Regions from separate parts of the Ovis aries genome. Here region 1 is linked to region 2. Evidence: chromatin contacts called from public Hi-C data. All regions are on one chromosome and are shown on one strand. The core of a region is the stretch at or near the end of the contact, and the rest is flanking DNA. Distances in the headings are between cores, read along the strand shown.

Evidence for each region. A called contact is a pair of places that touch in the nucleus more often than the background predicts.
Region 1: a Hi-C map of tail adipose tissue shows a contact between it and region 2, with 6 times the contacts expected there. The contact joins the enhancer-like site here to the promoter of DAZL in region 2. A contact is called at or near these places in 7 of 16 Hi-C or Micro-C datasets (blood, hypothalamus, liver and 2 more).

What each region holds. Positions count from the first base shown.
Region 1 is chr1:275,189,223-275,193,588 of ARS-UI_Ramb_v3.0, forward strand. All of the region lies in intron 19 of TBC1D5 (TBC1 domain family member 5), which reads right to left. Among named protein-coding and RNA genes, the nearest start is that of TRNAS-GGA, 46 kb to the right of the region's middle. Within about 2 kb of position 2,344, at least 1 of the 54 cell types and tissues checked has an H3K27ac peak or open chromatin away from gene starts, as enhancers often do.
Region 2 is chr1:274,686,648-274,691,225 of ARS-UI_Ramb_v3.0, forward strand. DAZL (deleted in azoospermia like) reads right to left here and starts at 2,980. Exons shown (of 11, transcript XM_042242847.2): 1 at 2,863-2,980. The coding sequence starts at 2,865.

The DNA of each region.
Region 1 (4,366 bases), core at 1,094-3,593, 500 kb after region 2:
CATGATATTTTATCTCCCTGAAAAGTGTGTCTGTTCTTGTGGGTCTGGACCCTCTGATGAGCTTCTCCAGCTTCTGGGATTACTGAGCCCCAAGAATCTCTCCAGCAGAGATTGCTAGAAAGCTTTCTGTTGCCACCACTAACTATTTTGGGTCCCTTCTACCTCCCCTTGCTCTCAGACACTCTGCAGGAAGTGTGCTGGGTTGAGGCTAACCCACAGTGACCTCTCCAAACCAGGGCAGGGCTTGCCCCACTGTCCACTGCAGGGGAAAGCTGTTCATCTGGCCTCCTGTCTCATTAAGCCGCTGGACCCGTCCCTGTGAGACTGATACAGTCCTGCTGGGGAGGGCAGACAGGGCAGTCGGGAACAGGGGCTCAGAAAAAGAGCTGGCTCTCGACCAGGTGGACTTGCCCGAGTCATCTGAAGTACCCGCGATGCCCACACAGTTTGGCGAAATGGGAGGGAGGCCCAGGGACCGGTGAAGACAGAGCCTGGCACACTGCAGGCAGCACATGGTCAGGGAGGGCGTGAGGGAGGGAGGGAGGGAGGGAGGGAGGCGATCCCACCTCTCTAAGGGCACACTGCAGGCACCCGGCACGTGCCTGCTGGGCGAGGGAGACGATCCTACCTCTCTAAGGGCACACTGCTGGAAAAGGAAATGGCAACCCACTCCAGTATCCTTGCCTGGAAAATCCCATGGATGGAAGAGCCTGGTGGGCTATAGTCCACGGGGTCGCAAAGAGTCGGACACGACTGAGCGAGCTTACTTCACTTCACTTCACCTCAACGGCACACTGCAGGCAACCAGCAAGTGCTCGCTGGGCGAGGGAGGGAGACAATTCTACCTCTCTAATGCAAGTCATCTGAACAAAATGCTGCCATCACCTTCTTTAAGAGTCTGTTTACAAAGGGATGCTGTTCACGTGTCTACTGGAAAACATGGATTGAGCAGGAGCGTAGAAGCAGAAGTCAGAACAGGAAGCAGCCTTTAGCTTTCTCTTTCCATACAGGTATAAACCCATCAGGCTTTCGCAGCCAGAGACACACTCTGCGGCAAACTAACCCTGCCACAGCAGAACGCCTGCTCGACAGCTGCCTGGGGCAAGCCCCCCGGCAGTCAGTGGTGAGGACTGCGTGCCTTTCAGTGCCGTGGGCCCAGCTTCAATCCCTGGCCAAGACACTAGGGTCCCACAGGTTGTGTGGTACAGCCAAAAAAAAATACTTTTAAGGAAACAAATTTAAGTCTTGTGAATTCTCACCGGGTCAGGAAATCGCATCAGCATTCACGTAGCTGCAATACCTGACGAGGGGAAAGAGGAGTCGCTGGTCTGCCTCCTGCACCAGCTACGCCGCAGCAGCCCGTTATTGCTTAGGTCACTGCGCAGAGTAAGCGGCAGCTTTCACAGACTCTGAGAGCTCCGAAAGCCCTAAAGGTCAGCGGGTCAATTACCAGAACACAGCCAGAAACCCTACCAGGGAAACGCAGGACTATATACAGAAGCAAGATCACACCCCTCTGTCCCACGGTATGTTTAACACGTTAAGTCAACACACCACTCATGTCCTAACCATGACATATCATTTTCTGTTACGCTATTAAAAAGCACAGATATTACGGAGACATGTCATTATTAGAACAGCAGCTTAATGCTAGCAGCATGACTACTGTGCGGGTATTTTAAACTAAGGAAGACATTTATGAATTTCTATTAATACTGTCCTCTTTCTAGTCTGAATTTGAAGGGAGGATTCTTAGTCTAGCCTTCCATTTAATACAGACTTTCTCTCTACAGAATATTTTAAAAGATTTTGTAATAAAAGATAAATGCAGCAACTTTAAATATTTATGTTTCTAAATTCCATAGGAGGTGCTGAATATGGATTACTATTGTTTTAAATTTCTTAAATAAACTTTTTCTAGATTTTGGACACACGGTTATGATATTTAAATATTCTTTTTATTTTAAATCATTGCCAATTACTATACATAGAGATTTGTCACGCTGAATTCTAATTCTGTTAAAATGACTCATAACACAAAGCCTGTACTTAGAAACAAATTTTGAAATCAAGTTGTAATTCTTCTCTGTAAACTATAATAAGTGCTTCTGGCTAATACATACAATAATAAGCAGACACACAGCATCTAAGGTGTTTAACCTCAGAGCCAATCTGTCAAATCCTATCACAGAGCACCTTTGCAACTGAAAAACACCTCAGCATGAACTGCCAGTTACAATGTGGTGTTAAAAGAACCACAGGATCTAGAGCGCCGCATACTGCAAGGAAAGAGACTGGTACAAACTCAGGTAAAGAAACATTAAGAACCAGGCTGCAGTCAGCTCGGGCGCTAGCAAGGTATGACGGGAGAGGGGACTTTTGTCCTAGACAACAGTGCCACTCAGTGGTTGAACAATGGAGCGAGCTGGTAAACGGCGTGAATGGTGGGTGGCAAAAAGGAAAATGGAGTTTGGGAGGAGGCAGTGAGACTGCAGGCAAAGAGAGACTGCGTTGCCATGGTAACTGTACCTGGGAGGCCGGTCAGGGTCTGGACAGGACCAGAAACCTGAGCATCGCTTCCTGTAACTACATCGCCTGGATTTCATAAGAAAAAATAATTAGATTTCATAAAGAGGAAAAAAATTAGCTTTTCTTTCCTAGTTAATGCTATAATACTTTGACCTATCAACCTAATTACTAAAAGTACAGTGAATCAAATCATAACACAATCTTAGAAAAATTAATATAAAGTATTTCTTAAAGGAACTAATTTTTACAGTGTTTCCTTAAAAGTTTGTGCCTGTTTTTCTTGAGGAAAAAAAGTTTCTACAGGTCTAAAGTACAGTAAACTAGCCATCAATGGATACTGCTGAGCAGATTTCACTGTCCTACAAATGACAGCATGATTTTATATTTTCTTATTTAAAAAATTCTTTATCCAAAAGTATCTATGTATTTAATTAAGAAGTAAAGATGTTCCTTTGAAATCGATTTCCTCCTGTAACAGACAAAATTTATTTTTAACGAAACTTGAAACCAATTTCTTCAGTGATAAGATAAAGACCTAGACAAGTTCTGATTTCATATTAAGTACTGAAAAGATTTCATAAGTTACCACATGCACTTAGAAATGTCAACATGTAAAAATAAATCTGTGAACTGCATACCCTTTAAACTTGATATACTTACTATAGGCAAGATTTCATTTACAAATTGGACCTGTAGTAAATGCTTAAAATAAAGAAGTGCTCAAACTAAAAAAACATAGAAAGAAAAAGGAGGGTAAGGGAAAGAAAGGAAAAGGAAATGCTGAGAAGCACTTGAGGTATAGGACCATTGAGAAGCAAGATTTTTGGGGGTCTTTGATTTCCTTCCTGGATGACAAAGTTCACCATGAAGTACAGCCACTGTCAACCGAATCCTCTCCTGGACTGGTCAGCATCTGAAGCCTTGTGCTATTTTGATTAACAAGCTGAAAAACAAGCCTTCTTAAAAGGCACCACATTTTCTATGTATGATAACACATAATTAACAGATCTGCTTTCCCTGTAGCTCCTATACAATAGTAAAAAAAAAAATCAATTTTTGAATTATATAACAACCTTCAGTGCCTTGACCACTGGCTATAATGAGGATTTACAGCACAGACAGCTCATCTGACATTACTGGGTTGTAATTAGAGCATTCCTATCAATTAACAGGACATGCATTTATATTCTCCCATAGCAGAAATAAAACCTGCAAATAGGTACATACTCCAAATAACTGGTAAACAACTTTCAGTGGAACTCCCCAGGCCCTGAGCTCCCTAATCCAGCTCAGCCTCTATTCACTGGTAAGCAGTGTGCCTCATGTTCTGTACTCTCGAAGATTTCCAAGTTCACGCTTGCTACTCATTTTACTCGGCAGCTTCTGGATCACCGATTAATGCATATTTAGAGACTGAGGCTAAGTTTAATATTGATGTCACCTGGAAAATGTTGGAGGACCATCTGTGCTCCCTCCTTCCTTCAGGACCCCACCCCCAACACAGATACCCACGGCAGAATGCACTTCAAGTAACAGATATTTGAATGCTGGCTTTCTCACAGAACTCTTCCTCTATATGAGCAGAGATAATCGGGAGTTAACTAACACATAAGGGTTAGCCATAAGGGTTTTCAGCTGCATAAACAACCGCTTTTCGAAACAAGGTTCAAGTTTTCCTACAGAGCGCACTAAAAAGGCACGAAGCACAGGGCTGTTCCGAGATAGTCAGAAGCCCTGTCCCAGCGCGGGTCTTGGGAAGGAGTCAGCACTGTGCTCACCCTCTCCCGGGCCAGGGGACACAGCAGGTTCAGGTCAGCATCGGGGTGCGGCAGGACAC
Region 2 (4,578 bases), core at 1,730-4,229:
GATGCTATTTTAGGTTAAAGCTAAAAGATTGGTGTTAAAAAATTAATCATAACTAATCAATAGCATGCAGAAAATAAATTACATGTAAATTAGATAACAGAAGTAATTATTTTTCTTAATTACACCTTCAAGTGAGTTGACGGGTTCTAAAATGAGTAATTCTGGAATATTAAGTAAGGGTGAACTTAGAGGCCATCATATACACAATTCTCATCACTACTATTTTCAGTAACGATTCTCTTTTACATGAATGACCAAGTGACAAAGATAACTAAAACTGGGAATAAAACTTATCATCCCTAAAGCATCTGGGATGTCAGCTCTTTGACAACATTTCATTCAACTATTAACATCTACATGCAAGCAAACTGAAATCTATGTATACTGACTAGGTCAGACTAAAAGTCTATAATTTGCAGTCATCAGTGTTACATCCAGAGAAGGAAGTAGTTATTAAAGAGAAAAGGAAATTCTATTAAGGAAACTGTACATGAAAATCAGAATAAAGCCTTTAATGTAAATCCAAGAGTAGACTCTCAGGGGAGGGAGGTGGAATCCAAACAATAAACATACAATCCTGGGAAAGCTAAGCAAGAAAAAGGCAAGAATAAAAAAACACACATTAGTCTTGAAAAAAATGGGCTATGACTACTGTCCCCAAACCTGGTTAAGATGGTCCACTCCTGCACCCAACACAGAGATGGGAAAGTCTAGCAGCATAAAAAAAATATACAGTTAAGAACAGTTTATTGTAAATTCAAGTATGGTTATTAGGAAATCTGTTACTGTAATTCACCACAGAAAAATCATTTGATAAAATATAGTATTTAATTAAAAAAAAACTCAAAATAAAAAACTTTATTTTCTCTCAATCTAATTCTAGATTATCAGTAAGTTCAAAGTAAAACATGACAGTAATTTATGCTAAAACTAGAAATAAGGGTCTCTCCTTATCACCGCTATAAATTTTTTCCATTATATATGATAAATGTTAAATATTAATAGAGTTCTTATAAATCACCATGAAAAGACAAATACAAATAGAAAGGTGGATCAAGAATGGCAAAAAGAGAAATGGAAAACGTTAATGACAAACCCTAACTTCACTAATGATAAAAAAAAGTACATCAACACAAGCGGAATATTTTCCAATTAGACTGGCAACTTTAAAACATATACTACCTTTCACTGGGAAGTGCGTGGAAAGGGGGTCATATTACACACCACCAGTGGGAATATATACTAGTATACCCTTTACCAAGAGTTACTAGGAAAAAATTATCATAGTTCAAAATTGTTATAATATGGGCATAACCCTTTTAACCAGTGATTCTACTCCTGGCAATTTATTTCAAGCTATTAATAAACAGGCCAAAACATTTTCACAAAGACACCCATTATTGTATTGTTTTAATGCACACAAATTACTCATTATAAGAGAATTTGGTAAAATAAGTGATGGTAATATATAAGTATACAATTTTTGGTAAAGTAAGAAATTATGTATTCAAAATTATTTTAAATTTCTCTTTGGAATAAGGCCCACTATATTAAGTGAAGGACACAGGTTGTAGTATAGTATTACATGGTACGGTAAAATTTTTATAAAATACACCTATTTGCAATACATACATGAAAGCAATCTGGAAGGACATATATCAAAACTTCAGAGTGGTTACATACCTAGTTTAAGGTGGACCTCTGCTTCCTTACATTGATTACTTTCTAATGAGTTAATATGCTAGTTTTATATAAGAAAAAAATCAATATACGTATGCATTTCTCGCCTCGCCTTCTTAAAAAAAGATAAAACCCAACATTCACAGTAACTCAGCTTATTAAGTAATTACTGATGTGGATAAGTACAAGACACAATTATTACAAACAGCAGTTGCATACACTTGTAAACCTTTACTTTAAACTGTGTGCCCTAATAAATTGTATATAAATTTTCTCCCTTTACTTCTAAAAATAGTGTATACTAGTTATTACACCACAGGCGACACTACACTACAGTATTTAATGCTATGTACATCATCGGAGGCTTGATGGTTGGTCAAAACGGTTCTCAAGAGATGCCCCTCGAGGCGGCATCGACTCTAATGCATTTGACAAAACGCTCGTCAATGTCACCCAACAGACCGCATTAATACTCGAGGGACGCTCTGTTGGAGGGTTTCTGGTTTCTTTAACGGAACAGTATTTCCCAAGCTAAAAATTCCTCGAGCTCCCCGCTCCGCGGCCGCTCCAAGGCGAGGGCAGCGCCGACCTCGTGAGGAGATGATGGCGTCCCCACCCGAGGTCGCCGCGGCGGCCGCCACCGCACAAGCACGAGGTCAGCCCGGCGCCCGCACCCTCCGCACGGACACACCCGCCCAGGCCCCCGGGCCCCGCCCCGGCCTCGCCCCGGCCCGCGGGGCCCCCGCCTCGGGGCCTCCCGCCCGCGGCGCCCCGCCCGCGTGCGCCTCGAGGGCCGCGCCAGGCCCGACGCCATCTCGCGGAGGCCGGGCCGCCCGCCTGCCTCGGCAAGCGCGGGAACCGCGCCTTCCGGGGCGGCGTGGGGCGCGGGCCCCGCCCGGAGTCCGGCCGGCCGGGTGCCAGGCGCCCCTCCACACCCCGGCGGCTGCGGCCCGAAGGCCACAGGCCTTGCACGTGCTGGGCAGCGGCCCCCGGCGCTCCGACAGCCCGGCCTCATCCCCTCCGCCCGCCCGAGGCGCCGCGCAGGCCGCGCCAGGCCGCCTCGCCCGCCCTCAGGCGGGGCCCCCAGGACAGGCAAGCGCGGCAGCCCCGCGCCGGGCCCGGCCCAGGCCCCCTTCAGCGTCCCGGCCACCCCAAGGAGCCCCCTCGGCCTCCTCCACTCACCATGATGGCGACAGCCAGTGTTCCCTCAGAGGGGCTCGAGGACGAAACAGAGGCTGGCTTCGGGCACCGCGCTCGGAGCTGCTGTTGGGTCTGCTCGTGCCCGCTGCCCGGCCGGACTGGGCACAGGGAGCGGCGGCACACCGGGCAGAGAGTCAGAGGCGGGTGGCGAGGCCGAGGGGCGCCGGCGGACTGAGGCGTGGCCAGCGGGGCGCCGGGAGGTGGCTCCTGCGCAAGGTGCGGGGGCCCCGTCGTGGAGGCGCCTCAGCCAATGGGCGGCCGCGCTGGCGCCCCCCGGCGGCGGGGGGGGGGGGGGGGGGGGGTGGGAGGCTCGTGGAGCACGCTGCGCAGGCTGGGGGTACGCAGGGGGCGCGTGAGGGCCGTCCTCCCACCCCCCCCCAAGCGCCGCCCCCAGATGAGGGGGCTGGCAGACCCACCGAAAGGCGTGTTACCCCAAAAGTGCTGTGGAGGCCCGCCTGAAATAAGGAGGCCTACTCACATACACACTAAAGTTAAAAACAAACTTGACTGTGTCCAGGCGCTAGTTTCAAAATGGCGTCCTGAAGGCACAGGATTAGCCCGATCGTGGTCACCCCTACCCTCGCCACCAAAATCAATGGAAACGCCAACAGAAATAGCAAATAGAAATATGGATATGGAGAACAGGCACGGAGGCGTCAAAAGTACAAAAACTTGGGCGAATTCCCTTCAACTCTGAGGAAGATGGGGTTGGATTGGAAGAAACACCAGCTAGGGCAGGCCAGCTTGGCGTTCAAGATGTTCCTTCTTTGAAGAAACAGTCATCAAAGCCTGTGGTTGCCAGAAACGCAAGGTGTAGGAGGGAACAAAACAGTCAAACATTCCTTTGTTTGGGGAGTTCACATTGTGAAGGGGAGAATTTTTCTTCTAGGCCTCACAGAAAGAAGCCAGGCCTGCCTAGAGAGTTCTAAAACCACCTCAAGGTCAGAGTAACAAGGCCTAGAGCAAGGGTGAGCTGCAGGGCAGCTGGGGCAGCAAAGCACAGAACTTTGGAAACTAGCACGCTGTGTCCACAAGGAGTACCCCTGACTTTTCTCCTCAGATTTCACTTCTGTATCGATGAGAAATAAGAAAATGTTCTTTTCAGTAACCAGAAAACAGACCACAAACACCTAACATCACTGGATAGTATAACAATTAACCTGATTTTGAATGTGCTGCTAAACTTATAAAAATGAAGGCAAATACCAAGATGCCAGAAATCAAAATAAACTGAAAATCAGAGCAGTGAGTTGTTGAACTGATTCTTCTCTGACCGTGGGTGTGAGGGCTGGGGTGTACAGTGATTAATCTGCTGGTTTGCCCTGAACCTTACTGGTTTTGGAACTGAGAAACCGCTACATTCTTGGAAACCAGGTCAGAGGCGGTGGAGAACAGTTATGTCATCTTAGGTGTGGGCCAAACGTTGGTCTTTGTGACTTGAGGCCTGAAATTGCAGGGGCAGAGGTAGGGGTGTGGAGTGGCCCAGGGTCTGCGCTGGTACTGAGTACAGTCAAAAGGGGGTTGGCCACGAGAGACATCAACTCAGGAAAAGGGCAGACTAGGGCAAATGGAAAACACCCAGGAGACAAGCAGCTGTCCTCTTTCTGGATGAAAATGAAAATTATTTAACTGATGAAATTTAAAAATCCTAAGCCTGCATTTCATGAGTTTGGAGTTTATAGCACTTGGGCTGGTGTT